2 separate regions of the Gossypium hirsutum genome follow, and region 2 is linked to region 1. A link is a contact called in public Hi-C data. All regions are on one chromosome and are shown on one strand. Each heading gives the region's core, a stretch centred on a gene start, on an enhancer-like site or on the middle of the called end of the contact. The rest is flanking DNA. Distances are from core to core; before and after follow the strand shown. Region 1 holds the start of LOC107918064. Region 2 holds the start of LOC107918058 (photosystem I chlorophyll a/b-binding protein 5, chloroplastic).

Region 1 (7,622 bases), core at 1,481-3,980:
GCCTTCAACGTTCTTCGGAACACATGCGTCGAAAAGGATTTGACCAAGAACCCCGTGGAGATTGACGCTTGGAGGGTGAGCCAAATGGATTAAACCTTCCTTTTGCTCATCTTGCAAGGACCCAAAATCTCTACCTTCGTAATATTCTATCGAACTAGGCAAGAGGAAATTACTGCTTTGCACTAGAGAAGTTCCCTGAAAGTTCTTGTTTGGGCTTAAGGCTATTTTGCTGATATTGGAGATCGGCTCAGAGAATTCATCCTGTGCCCCTGCTGATCCAATTCGCTCACCCTCAAATTGTTGAATATTTCGGGAATACAAGGCAGCTGACTTACGAAGAAGCTCAGTCACGGCGGCCTTGTAATCAACTGGATAATGCCGATAATGACCTGCAAAGACCATTAATTGGAACAAGTTGATATGTCGAAACTTCAATGTGATTGATTTATAGATACAAGAAAATATAACTATTGCTACAAATGAAAGGAAGTTAAAACAGTCATCTGCATTAGCTAGGTTTATGTTGAAGATAAATACGCAACCTGTTTTATCATGCAAACATGGGTCTGGACCAGAAAATGTTTCTTTCAATTGTACAGCATAAACATGTGGTCCCTTTGATCTCTTTGTCCTCATTTAAGCATTTTGGTAAAGAAAAGACACTAAACTCCACTGCTGTCGGGACTTGTGTAAGGCAATCAAGAACTTAATGTTTCATAACGCTTGAAGATGAATGAATGACTACCCGTATTATATATAAGGCCCTGTCGTGCCATCTATTTTCTTTCAGTCTAAATATGTTTTACATCACCACTGAACCCCATTAAAAGCTTTTATCTGTGGTATGATCATGTACTAATAAGAGCAATTTCTCATAAGTTTAAAAACTAACCTACATGAGGCGAACCATTGAACTTCACAAGTTTTATATCACCTCCAAGTTGTTGTAATCTTTGAGCGAAATTGCAGATAATTTGATAAGGAGCAAGATCATCAGTTTCGGAGCATAATATGAGATACGGGGCCCCCATCCTCTGCAAAAGATTTGTAATTAGTGAACTAAATTGTTTTTCAAGAAAAAAGAAAACAATAAATTGAACAACGGTGTTTATTGTACACTTACAATTGAACCGTATAGAGTCTGCCAATACTCAGCACGATGGGACTCAAACCTGCTGAGGAAGAGAGCATCAAGACCAGAAGCAATGCCATTTGCTATCCATGATGCTATTCGTGGTGGATGAGACATTTGCAGAACTGTTGGGTGAACAACAAATCGGGCACCCAAGTCACTAGTAAAATCCATAGGACTAGAATCAAAAACATGGCCCGAAAAGCACTCCTTCAGCAGTTGGAGATCATCCTTCAATGGAAGTAAAACAATTCTCAGCAAATGCCATTATACCATCATTTGTTGATTTTTTTTGTCATATAGAAAAGATAAACAAGGATTTCCCGTATCGGTACCTAATAGCCCTAAAGAATAATTAAAAAACTGACTGCAATTGCATGATTTAAGAAGATAGTAAAAGGTTAGCATCTTAATAGAGGTATAACATACTGGATTTACTTGCACTTCACACAATCCCTCGATCATCTGCGACAAGCAAATATAAAGCTATATCAGCACAAGCAAACGGAAACAAGTATTAAACATATAAGGTAAAAAGCAATGGGTTTTCAAAGTTGTGAAAGAAATACCTGAAGAACCTTGTACATACAGGCCTTAGGGCCACCGGAAAAAGATGCAAAGACCACAGGGCATGGCCTAATCTTTAGCTCCTGCACAAAATCAAAAAGAGAAACCGAAAAATGGGGGAAATTTGAGAGAATTGATAAAAATACTCCTCTACCCATTCAGAGGGCCAGAATTAACACCTCTTGCAACACACAAAATTAAGATTTTTTTCAGTATTACCTGAACAAGTTCTTTAAGAAGATGAAGAGCTAAAGCAGCAGCCTTATCAGGGAAGAACCTGCACAGATTACAAAACATCAAAATCCCAGTTAGCCTTTAGCAGATTCACATAAAATCTCAGTTCAAAAGTATCAATCAAAGACATATGAGAATCTGCATAAATTCCAACCAATATCCCTCATTTCCATATTACCATAAGATTAAAAAAGAAAACCCAGTTTACAGCACGGGAAATCAAGTGCTACAGTAAGTCAAAAGCATCCACCAGCCAACAAAGAAATAAGATTAAATTGAAAGTAAATTCAAATCCAAATTTAGCTTAAAACCCCATACATGTTTAAGAATTCTGAATGGCAAACCAGAGAATCCCAACCCAAAGAAGCGTAAAGTTGAACATAGTTCTTCAAGTGCTTCTCTTGACTGGACATCCAAGCGAACACTACAACTATACCTCCTCCATTTTTCCTTCTTTCCACGCTTTCCTTTCTCCCCCAATAATATCTCCCCCCAAATCCCCACATTCTCTCTTCCTTCAACTCTTCCACTCGAATTACCAAGCAATAATTAAGCTTCTCTTCGTTCCACACAGCTCAAGAAATTAAAAAGAAAAAAAAAAGAAACTGCAGAGAATTTGATTCAATCTATGGAGCAAACTTGAAACAGATTAATAATGCAAGTCTGATTTTCTTTTCCCCTAGCGTTTTATAGGGAACTGTGAACGAAAAGTATGCCCGACTTCCTGCGATTGATTGTATCTTTCAAGTCTTGCAACCTAATCCTTGCCTCCTTGGAAATTTTACATGTGTTACCTTAATTTTCAGACAAAATATGTTATAATTTTTTTATAAAAGTTAGATAGTAATATTAAATGGATTAATTTAGTCAGTTTAGAAATTGTTGCAGGGATGGAATTAAATTGCATATCTTTACGATAGTAAAAATATAATTTTACTATGTTAATAATTTATATCTTTATAATTTTTTAAGATTTAAATTAAATTTTTATTATTTTTAAGAGTCAAAATATAATTTTACTATTATTAATTTAAAATTTTTATAAATTATAAAGGACCTAAATTGAAAAAATTTTCACTATAGGGGGACAGGCCCCTTCCAACCCCCTTTGCTCCGCCACTAAATTTAGTCTCTATATTATTAAAAAGAATTAAATAAATTCAAATTGTAATACTATTATAAAAATATATTGGAAAGTTAGTTGTTTGAATCGCAGTTTAATTCTAAACAAAATAATCCATTTACAAAACCGTAAAAACTTTAAAAATATTAACTCTGTTAAATATTAAATGATATTTTTTTAAAGGCTAAATTAGCTGATTGGGCTGTTTTTTTAATTAGGCCTTTAGGCCATTTTTAATTTTATTTAGGGAAATAGACAGTTTTAAGGAGAGAGAAACAGGAAGTCGCCTTTTACATAATTGGTAGGAAAGCGCGTCTAGTTAAGGCGCAATTTTTACTTTTTTAATATAATTAATTTCTTTAGTTGGATGGTTAAATGTTGGTGGTGTTGTTATTGAGTCTTAGGTTTGATTTATCTCCCAGTTAAATTTATAATTTTTATTTCATGTTATTCTAAGCTTCCTCTTTTTTTTTAATGAATGTTTTTAACATATTAGCTTTATTAGTTAAATGGATAAATAATAATGATTTTATCATTGAGACCTATGTTTAATTTCACTTTTCTAAACATATTTGTAATTTTTATTTTATATTGTTTCAAGTTTTTTTAATTAATAAATACATTGTTTTTAGTTTTTTTTTATTTTAATTCATCTTTTTATTTTTTTTGAAGGAATACTGGGTTGTATTTATTTATGCATAATTAAAAATATTATGATCTAAGAACCAAACATAGGCCATGCTCCAAACTAGGGTTAGGGCCTCTAGTAAACAAAGTTTAAAAAAAACAACGTTACCTAAAGTAAAACTGAAAAATATTGCCTAACATAAGGAAAAAAGAAAAACCCAGCCTTATGAGCTGTCAACTTCTAAATAGTTCTTTGAAAAATATCTGCATCCCAATCGACTAACTCTTGGAGAAACAAACAGTCATAGAGATCTAAAATTTTTTCTCCTACTCTCTCATTTGCTGGAGATGGTGTTGACTCAGTGATGGCCTTCATCTCCATCCCCTATCAATTTCTGAATCGGTGAGAACTTGAGTAACAAGCTCATGAACAAAGTATGCATTCACCCCCATTTTCACCCTTCAGATGCTAGGTTATGTGCTGCTCTATTTGCTGCTCTTTTTGCATGCTGGAATTTGCATCCATAAAAATTCGCCTTCTGCTCTTGAATATCATCAATATAAGGGCCGATTACCGATTTATCTTTTTTTTTGTTCATTTTTTTATAACTGTCAGAGAGTCGCCTTCGAAAATAACATATTTTATCCCCAATTCTTTTCCCACCATAACCGCCTGCAAACATGCTAAGGCTTCTGCTGCAAATCTTGAAGAAATCTTGTCATGGATGACCGATTTTGAAACCAATACATCACCTTTAAAGTTCTTGACTATTACCCTTGAACAAGATATATTTTTCCCCTTATCAAAAGGAGCATCGAAATTGATTTTGAGGAACCTGCTTTCCGGCGCCTTCCATGAATCTAAAACTGAGTATTTGGCATGGTGTTTTCTTTCCATATCTTGTAATTCCTGTAAATACTGTATTACAAACTGCGCTATTTCTGTTCTAGTTCTCTTATGTCCTCCGTGTACCCATTGATTCTTATTCGACCAGATAGCCCAAATGGCGCAGACAAAGATGTAGCATTCTTTCTCTTTACTGTGCAACAATACCCAGGTAAACCACTCCATATAGTCCATATGCGATAACTTGAGTGACCATACATAATTTAATTTTTTCCACATTTCCTTCGCAGCAGCACAGTCGCGAAAAATATGTTCCCTAGTTTCCAGCCCTTGCTTACATCTCGGGCAGATGGCGTTATTCGTTAATCTTTTGATTCTTAAATTCACTAGGGTAGGGAGGTAGTTGAGAGTGGCTCTCCAAACTGTAATACGTACCTTTGAGGGGAGATTACAGTTCCACAGTTTCTTGTAACATTTTGTAATTTCGGGCAAACTGTAACCATTACTATTGTAATCATTGCCTTGTAATAGTAGTTTGTAACCACTACGCACAGTATATTTACCCGATGCTTCACCCCTCCATATCAAAAGATCATTTTGTGAACGCTGGGCCAAAGGGATTTGCAGAATCTTTGGAACATCAACTTCCGAAAAGGTACTCCAAATCAACTCTGTTTTCCATGCTCTGATATTACTGTCAATAAGATCCGCAACCATTATGATGTTCTGCATTCTGTCCTTTTTGTTAATCAGTAGACCTGGCACATTTGGGACCTAAACATCTTCTTCTATACGAATGTCATGGCCATTCCCCACCCTCCAGCACAATCCCGATAGTAAGAGGCCCTTTGCTGCCCATATGCTTTTCCAGGTATAGGAAGGTAAATTACCTAAACCTGAATTTAAAAAATCAGTATTCGGATAATATTTAACTTTTAACGTTCTAGCCAAAAGGGAATTAGGATCGTCAATTAATTTCCAGCCTTGTTTTGCGAGAAGGGCCAAATTAAATTTTGCCAAATTGCGGAATCCGAGACCGCCACTCTTTTTTAACTCGCATAATTTGCTCCATAAACACCAGTGAATACCTCGTTTCCCATAACCTTTTTGCCACCAAAATTTTGCGATGATTTGTTCCATTTCTTCACATAATGATTTCGGCAAAAGAAATCATGCCATTGTGTACGTGGGGATTGCTTGTAAAACGGCTTTGATGAACACTTCTTTTCCGCCTTGCGATAATAATCTTGTACTCCAATTGTCTATCTTTAACTTTAGGCTATCCTTTAAATGTTGGAATACCAAACGCTCCTTCCTTCCCACCATATTCGGTAGGCTTAGGTATTTCTCAGAATTGTTTGCCCTTTTCAGTCCTAGACGATTCGATATGGTAGATCGAACATTTTCAATGGTATTTGAGCTAAAAAACACAGTTGACTTACTATAATTAATACATTTTCCAGAACAAATTTCGTATTCCTTGAGCACCTTTTCAAACGTTGCAATACCCTTGCCGGTCACTTCTCCAAATAAAACACAGTCATCAGCAAAAAAGAGATAGGAAATTTGAGGTCCCCTTCTACTTGCCTTAATCCCTTTCAATACTCCTTCCTCTGTTGCAAGCCTTAAAAGTGTTGACAGCCCTTCACTGCATAAAAGGAATAGAAAGGGACTTAAAGGGTCCCCTTGCCTTAGGCCTCTTCTTGGAGTAAAAACCATCCCTGGCATGCCATTTAAAACCACCGAATACGACACTGTGCTAATACAATGCATTATGCGCTCCACCCATCGCACATCAAAAGCCATTGTGATCATCATTTTTTTCCAAAAACTTCCATTCCACCCTATCATATGCTTTACTCATATTAATCTTAAGTGCCATAAGATCTTTTTTCCCCACCCTTTTATTTCTCATAATGTGAAGAATTTCGTAGGCGAGAAGTACGTTGTCAGAAATTAGTCTTCTCGGAACGAACGCACTTTGAGCAGAATCGATACAATGATCCGTAACTTTTTGAAGTCTATTTGCGATAGATTTTGATATGATTTTATAGAACACCGAGCATAGACTAATATGTATAAAATTGGTGGGATTTCTTGGGTGAGACGTTTTTGGAAGTAACACTATATTCGTATGATTCAGCAGTTGTAAAGATTTACCTTTATTAAGTACTTCCAAGCAGAAATTGCTGACTTCCCTCCCCACTATGTGCCAATATTTTTGAAAGAAAATTACTGGGAAACCGTCAGGTCTGGAGGCTTTTGTTGGCCCGATACTGTTGATTGCCTCGACAACTTCTTCCTCTTTGTATTTCTCTATTAGTAGTTGATTCATGTCCGCTCCAATACACCTTTTAACCCCCGAAAGAAGACGGTTTGTATCACCAACTCCACTTGATTGGAATAATCCCATGAAATAATCCCTTATGATGCTTTCCATATTCGTATCCTCTATTTTTAAATCTCCTTCCATGTTTTCCAGTCCCCAAATCTTGTTTATCCTATGTCTTTGAGATGTTTTGCTGTGGAAAAAAGCCGTATTTTTATCCCATTGACGCAACCAATTTGCTCTAGCCCTTTGTTCCCAATACAATTCCTCATTTTCCATCTCCCAATTTAATTCCAATTTTACAGTTATCATCTCAGCTAAATTATCATCATTCCTATTCATACCTTCTAATTTAGCCAATCTTTTCCGTAAAGCCTTCGATCTTTTATCACGCTCTCCTTTGATAGTCTTCCCCCATCTTTGAAGATTAACTCGAAGATAATCTAATTTTTCCAGCGCATCTCCTGACTTTTTAGTCCACAATTTCTTGATGGCATCTTCACAAGACGGTTCCAGTATCCACCAAGATTCGAATTTAAACCTCTTCTTTCCAGCTGGATATTCATTAAGCTCTGTTTGTATAAAAAGTGGACAATGGTCAGAATAAGAGTGAGGAAGATGGGTAACAGAGAAATCGTGAAACAAGTTTAACCATTCACTATTCGCCACACTCCTATCAAGTCTTTCTCTAACATTTGTGCTCTCAAAATTTCCCCTTTCCCAACTTTTTTCCCTTTGAAACCCATATCAACCAATTCACAGT
Region 2 (7,622 bases), core at 1,389-3,888, 150 kb before region 1:
GGGAGTTTGGGTAATGAAGTTTTTTAGTGATGAAGTTTATAGAATCTTTGTTAGAAAGTTTAATGATTGTTTGTTTGAGAATACACATGGGTTTGAGTCTGATGATGCTAACATGGTTAAAGTTTATGGGGCAAATTTTACTGGTTGGGAAATGCCTGAAGCAGCTGATGATTCTATCTGGGAAGATGCTGAGGATGCTTCCTTGAGAGTTTCCCAATCTACGACCCAGTGACGGCAAATCAGGATCTTCGAGGAGTCTGAGGAGGTGGCATATGAAGGGATACAAAGCTTGGCTTTGGGGGTATTGGATCATAGTTTCTTGGTTGGTGATTCTGGTGTCCAAGTTAAGAATTTTGCAAATGGGATTCATGGCAAAGGTGTTTATGTAAGTTACGATCATGGGAATCCAAAGAGTTCTTTGTATTTGGTGCATTTGATGTCAAAAAAGGTGCTTCTTATGAAAGCTGAGATGAATGTGCTTCTAATGAGTTCTAAGATCGGGGATTCGGAAGCCTCGCACAACAGGGCTTTATCAGCTGGATATTGAGACCAGAAAGATTGTTACTGAATGGAAGTTCGGGAAAGATGGGGCTGATATTTCAATGAGGTATATCAGAAATGATAGCAAGGGATCACAATTGGAACCCGTCAGAAACCGCATTTTTATGACAATAGGATTTGCTGGTGGATACACTAGACCAAAATGGGATGGTTCAGAATCTTGCTACTAGTTATTGGGTATAAGTGCATCATCAGCATCCAAGAGGGACTAACTTCCAATGCTTTGCAAGCCCTCGGAATGCTCTACTGTTGTTGGATCTCTCAATGGGAAGATTCAGTTTTATTCAACCAATTCTATGAGACAGGCAAGAACAACTTTTCCTGGCCTTGGGTTTCCCAGGACTCATGTTTGTGTTACGTTTGATGGGAAGTATTAGGATCAACTGGTACCTATTTGATCCTTATTTGCACCCTTTTTGGCAACAAGGATGGAAAGACAAAGACAGGTTTTAGTGGGTGTTTGGGGAACAGGATAGAGCTCCACGTTTGTTGAAGCTAACTCCCCTGGATTCACATTTAGCAGGGGCCAATTACAAGTTCAAAAATGCTCAGCTTTCATGGGTAAGCATGCATATACTCTTATTCAGGTTTTAACTTCCTATTGCTTGTGCTTTTAGCTGCTGAGCTGCATTTAATATACATGATGTAGGTATTACTAATTGGCCATCTAATCTTGAAGGAAGTGCTTATTTGGCAGAATATTAACAGTGTCTTTTTTGTTTTTTTAAATTTTGAATAGCTAGCTGGAGTTGTTTGATATCCTTTTGAATTTTGGTTCCTTCGGATTGCATTATTTTTTGATATGTTACTTGCAGCATTGATCCAGTATGTTATTTTATGTGAACTCCGAGGTTAAGGATCTAAAAACTGATCCAGTTTGCGTGTTCCAATTGCACATGTTGCATCAATTTCATTGTCCCCTGGTGGAAACATGATATTTGGATTTGTTGCCTCAGTTGTCTAATATGCTGAATCATTAACATGATTTTGAAGATTCTCCTCACGCTTGATTTGTGAACTTGGTTTTGAGGTCTACACACTTCTCATTTTGTTGCATTCCTTTGTCCAACTTGGTTAAATATCAATATTAAAGCGGCTAGGCCACTTTATTCCCTGGAAATCTAATTACCTCTGCAACATACAATCAACATGCCTTTTATGCCATCTCTATCCTTAAAAGTTCTTTAATCAAGTTTTTTCAGTTCAAGTTTCATCGAGTGCCACTACTAAAGGATGATGAATGGCATGAGGATTGAGGAGGGTGGAAAGGACTATAGAGTACGGAAAGACTCCATTGTCACTTAATAGATAGCGTACATAGTGCTTGCAACAGTTCCTCTCCCCTTTTAGGTCTCAGGTTGTTGTTCTTTCCAACATTTTCTTCGTTTCACAAATGAAAACTTCTAATCATTTGTGTTGCTGCATGACACAGGTCACCAAGAACAGGAAGCAAGAGCACCATCTAGTCGGAACGGTAGGCAAGTTTAGTGTAATATGGGACTTCCAACAGGTGAAAAACGGATCTCACACATGCTACCATATTCACGAGGGTTTGAAGAGCTGTTAGAGTCCTTACGGATGACTACATTGTTGACAATCGTTTCGTGCATGATAAGTTTGCAGTCACTGACTCTCATGAAACCCCACTAGTTGTTGCCACCCCTCTAAAAGTCCGTTCGTTCAGCATTTCAAGCAGGCAGTTATTTGTTCCACTACCACTCTTCCCTAATTTGTAATTTTCCGAATTTTACCAAAGAAGTCGCTGCTGCATTTGTAGAGCTTCTCAACTGTATTTTTCTTTTCTCAATTGTTATTTTCCTTGTTAGATTAAGCTGGCTTGCATGTGTATCTGACAACACTACTACTGTAATGATCTCCCTTTTGCTAGTTAATTGTTGTTACTATAGTTTTATTTAGTTGTAAAGGTAGCAGTTATGGGTTCAAAAGTGAATGGCTATGCTGGTTGATATCTTTCAATAGGTCCAATAATCCATATATCCAAACCCAATGGCTAGGAAGGGGCGAGTGGGTCTGTGTTATCATGTTTTCCACATATGGTGCCATTTTCTATATATTTAACTGTAATAATTTTTTAATGATGACGTGGACGCCATAAATGCCTCCAATAAGATTTACTGATAAGCAAACATAAAAAGAAATACAAAAGAAGAAAGAAGAGGAAAATAAGGAAACAATCAACACAACAATGGCGGTTGCGGTTGGAAGAGGCTTCCTTGTTCAACCTTGTTCTTATTCTTCTTCACCCACATTTCACAACAAAATATACAAACCCTCGTTGGGCTCAGCAACCACATTTTGGTCTACTTTTGCCCCTCAGCGTTATGCACAAGTTGCAGTTCAAGCTCAGCAGCGACCAACATGGCTCCCTGGACTTGACCCTCCGCCATATTTGGATGGAACGTGAGCAAGTGTTCCATATGAAGTTCCCTACACAATAATAGAATTTACACTGGTTTCAGTTTTTGACCTTCTTTTTGTTGTTTCGTAAATCCAGTTTGGCTGGTGATTATGGGTTTGACCCTCTTGGCCTAGGAGAAGATCCCAAGAGCTTGAAATGGTATGTTCAGGCAGAGTTGGTCCATGCTCGCTTTGCCATGGCTGGAGTTGCTGGAATTCTATTCACTGATGTAAGTGATTCTTCCATGGATTACTGTTATTGGGGCTTGGTGGAACTTATTCACTTTATATTTTGCAGTTACTACGCGTTACAGGGATCAGCAATTTACCAGTTTGGTATGAAGCTGGTGCAGTGAAATTTGAATTTGCCAGCACAAGAACTTTGATTGTTGTTCAGTTTCTTTTAATGGGGTAGATACTATATACGCCACAATTTTCTTATCTAGTTAGTAAAAAAATATGCATTTTGTATATAGACTAATTGCTTGGTTTGATGTTGATGAGGACAGGTTTGCTGAAACTAAAAGATACATGGATTTCATTAATCCAGGTTCTCAAGCCAAAGAAGGATCTTTCTTTGGATTGGAAGCTGCACTGGAGGGTTTAGAACCTGGGTATGTTTTTGAGGATCCTTAGACAATCATATCCCATTAGCTGCTTGAATCTCTAAAAATGGAAATCAAACTTAAAGAGACTTTTTTGTTTTCATGGTGAACAGCTACCCTGGAGGTCCACTGCTAAATCCACTTGGTCTGGCCAAAGATATTAAAAATGCTCATGAATGGAAGCTGAAAGAGATAAAAAATGGTCTGCTTTGCCTATTTCCTCCATCATTATTGTGTGTGTGTGTGTGTTTTCATTTTGTTCTGAAACCAGGTGTCCAATGCAGGAAGACTGGCGATGATAGCCATGCTAGGCATCTTTGTGCAAGCTTATGTGACACATGCAGGTCCAATTGATAACCTTGTAGAGCACCTTTCAAATCCATGGCAAAAGACCATCATTCAAACCCTTGCTAACTCTACTTCTTGAACCTCAAAACCAAATGCGGGTCTGTCTTCTTCACTTTTGCCATTGGCTTATACTTTGATGCAAATGTAAATTACTCCTACTTCCCCATTTTTATTACCATTTATTCTTTGTTCAACTGCTGTAAGCAATAGAAGATTTATGATTTCAAGGCCTAAAGCTGGTAAACAATGGCATCCAAACAGGGCTTTCACAAAAATGGAATACTAACAACAATATCAATACCAATCGAGTTAAAACTTGTAAACCAATTACTTTTAAACATGACATATGTAATAAACACGAAAATAGATTAATGAATATAATATAACAATTTTAACACGATGGATCATTTATTTCAGGTTTATGTTTACATAGTTAACAGAAAAAATAAACGAGCAATACATATACACAAATTACCCTATGTATGGGTTATTAACTTCTTAAAATTAACATGATTATGAATAAGGCAAAGAAGACAAAGTTGTTTTTCATTCATAATGAACTTCAGTTTATATCAAAGCCAATAGAGAATAGAACCACCTTTATTCTTAAGATTCTCCAGCCATACAACCCTTCTCAGTAAGCAAGAATATATCCTCAACTTTATCATACATCAACGAATCAATAGAATTTACACTGAGAGTAAACCCTTTGATGAACATTAATGGCCACCTTAACAACCAAGAAAAGAAAAAGAAGAGAGGTGAAATCACAATACCCAAGAAGTTTACTAGGTTTTGGACTTGGTTTTTGAAAAGCTTGCCTTTTTTCTGGAGAAGAACATGAAAATCTTGGGGAAGAGTGACTTTTTCTTTTTCTTTACAACCACTGTCTCTGGGGATGATTCAGATTCTTTGTTATGCCCATAGATTGCCTTGGAGGTATCCAGAGTGCTGGAAGGAGACATGGTTACAGGTTCAACCTTATTACTTTGTCTCTTTCCCTCAAAACTTGACCTTGGAGGGTTTCCTCCATGACTTGATCCAGAAGCCTTTCGGCGCTTCTCATGTTTAGCCCTCCATTGTCTCAATTCCTGTTCTACACCTAACTTCCCTTCCTTGGCCTTCTCAGCCTTCTCCAAAGCTATTTCTAGTGCTTTCTTTCTTTCAGCCATCTCTCGATTTACTTCTTCCAGCTTTACCAAGCTTCTTGACTGGGATTGCTTAGCTTCCTCGATTTGAGAAACGGTAGCTGCCGCGATCATGCTGGCCTGTTCCTCTACCTCATATGCACGTTTTCTAAGGTCATAGTACTCTTCTAAGGAAAGAACTACACTATCTGATGAATCCACATTATTGATGTCTTGCAATGTTTCGATAGCAACTAAAGCTGACTCCTTTGAAGCCTTAACTGCCGCTATCTCCTTTTCAACTGCAAGTAATCTACTCTCCAAGGTACCTGCTCCAGCCTTTGCTTGCTCAGCCTCTTCCTTTAATTTGCTTAGCTCTTGATTAGCCATTTCAACAACCGACTTGGCCTCATCAGCCTCTTGTGCTGCCTGCTGCAGTAGTTTGGTTAGCTCCACCATTTTATCTCTGGCCTCTTTTTCTTTCATGCTTTCTCTTTGCTTCATGGAGGCAAGAGCAGACTTTTCCTTTTCAAGCTCTGATTCCAATGAAACAGCAATCACCTTCAAAGAATCCACTTCTGTAGTTGCTTTTTCTATTTTGAGCTTCACCTCTTCAAGTTCCTTCTTTGCTGAAGCAACCGCAGCTGGTATATCAGTGTGAGTTCTATTCTCTGGTGTCTGTGACGCATCGCTGAGGTATCCATTATTTTCCAACTTGGACTTAGATTCCATATAAGCAGCTAATTCAGCTTTCAAATCAAGTAGCAGTGCTGAAGCAATGTCTAGCTTTGGTTTCATGTCTTTTTCTGATTGGATTTGCTGATTGAGTCTCTGGAGCTCCTCTTCAGCCTGTTTTAGTTCCTTCTCCCAATAGTGAGTATCTTGGTCTCTGGCCATGGCCGCTACAATTCCTTTCTCTTCAGCCCCCACATGGGTAGCCTGTGCAGACTCTAAAGACTCCTTTGTGGCCATCATATCTATAGTCATTCCTTCCACTGTCCTCTCAACCTCTTTTGAAGAAGATTTGGCCTCTTCAGCTTCCTTAATGGCTATATCTCGCTCAGTCACCATAGAAGCATATCCCTTTCTTAATGTTTCCAACTCTTCGTTAACAGATTCCAGCTCCACAACAGCAGCAGCATGCCTAGCTTTAGCAACCTCAAGCTGTTGCTTTGCTGCAACACTAGCCTCATCACCAATCCCTTGTTCCATCTCCTCCGCTCTGAGCATAGCGAGTACAGAGTCTTGTCTTGCCTGATTCTCTTCATTTTGTGCTTTCTCCAGGCTTAGCTTTAGTTCATTTATTTGTCTATTTGTGCTGTCCAGCTCTTGTAATACTTGCATTTTTGCCTCTTCAGCATCCACTAACCGATTCTTATACACAACCATATCCTCCTGTAGTTTCTCAAGGTCCTGGACTGCAAGCTTGCTTCTCTATTGCCCAGCCAAAAAAAATTACATTTAGCAGACATGAACAAGACAAAAACATATTGCAACAACATAGAATTTCTTTTAACATAAATACCACTATAAATATGTCTAATTAATATACCTCAACAGTTTGTGTTCTATTGGATTTCCATCTAACAATTCCTCCAAACTTGGAACCTGCTTCTTTAACAGATTCAAAAGTTGCAGCTGTATCAATATGAACTTTATTTAAATCACCTTCTTTTGTCAGTGTTGAAGTACCAGATTTTGGGGATTCAAAACTAGAAGTGATAATCCGTTTACGAGGCAAAACAAGATTACGGACTTGGACTAGATGATCGCCCTTTTTAGCATCTTCTACCTCAGAGTCATTGACCTTGGGAAAACTTCCAAGAGAACCATTACCTTGACTCTGTTGCCCATCCAAAGTATCTTTTATGGATCCATCAGCAGAATTATTGGAGGAAGCAGAAGGCAAAATCATGTCATTGTCACCATCGACAACAGCTTGTTGAAGTTTCTGACCATCAGAAACACCATGTGTACCTTCAATAGCAACCGTGGTGACATCTATAGGGGGTGAAGAAAGCTCACTGGCTGGTGCTATATGGTCATTTTCAGAATCTTCAACACCAGTATTTTTAGATAGATTTTCATCTGAACTCTCATATATTCTTCCAGACCTAGAACCTTCCATCATTCTACTCTGTAGATCTATCTCAGTTTGATCAATAACAACTGATGAAGCTAAAGCTGCATTATCTATTATAGGCTCTACTTGTGCTGCATTTGGATCAGGCTTAGAACTTTCCATTACTGACAAATGACTTTAAAGAGGATAAGGAAGAATCTAAACAATATATCTCTTCTGCTTGTACATTCCGCTTATGAGAAAAATGGGAAGGGATCTGGCAAGGTGTCTGTAACCAAGAAAATGGAAACCATGTAAGAGGCAGGTAAAAAAAGAAAAAAAAATCACAACAAATCACTTCCTAATCCATCCAATTCTTGAGAAAAAAAAAAGAGAAGAAGCTAATATGAAAACTTGAACCATATGTTTAGCAAACACATCATCAATAATTAATCATATCAGAATGAATCGACAATTTCAAATAAAAATATGGGGGTAGCT

The links. Hi-C and Micro-C count contacts between places; a contact is called where the count stands out from the background.
Region 2: a Hi-C map of leaf shows a contact between it and region 1, with 3 times the contacts expected there. The contact joins the promoter of LOC107918058 here to the promoter of LOC107918064 in region 1. A contact is called at or near these places in 6 of 34 Hi-C or Micro-C datasets (hypocotyl and leaf).

Annotation. Positions count from the first base shown.
Region 1 is chrA01:26,712,511-26,720,132 of Gossypium_hirsutum_v2.1, reverse strand. LOC107918064 reads right to left here and starts at 2,730. Exons shown (of 7, transcript XM_016847567.2): 1 at 2,252-2,730; 2 at 1,919-1,976; 3 at 1,702-1,782; 4 at 1,562-1,597; 5 at 1,124-1,363; 6 at 893-1,034; 7 at 1-389. The coding sequence starts at 2,439. LOC107916582 reads left to right here and starts at 3,793. Exons shown (of 6, transcript XR_005922368.1): 1 at 3,793-4,086; 2 at 4,679-4,741; 3 at 4,824-5,185; 4 at 5,287-5,411.
Region 2 is chrA01:26,864,246-26,871,867 of Gossypium_hirsutum_v2.1, reverse strand. It overlaps LOC107918058 (photosystem I chlorophyll a/b-binding protein 5, chloroplastic), which reads left to right and starts at 2,638. Exons shown (of 6, transcript XM_016847561.2): 1 at 2,638-2,982; 2 at 3,077-3,209; 3 at 3,278-3,390; 4 at 3,489-3,593; 5 at 3,698-3,786; 6 at 3,869-4,126. The coding sequence starts at 2,768. The coding sequence ends at 4,011. LOC107917399 (protein WEAK CHLOROPLAST MOVEMENT UNDER BLUE LIGHT 1) reads right to left here. Exons shown (of 4, transcript XM_016846754.2): 3 at 6,612-7,410; 4 at 4,316-6,493. The coding sequence starts at 7,304. The coding sequence ends at 4,721. It also overlaps the pseudogene LOC107918057 and the pseudogene LOC107917032.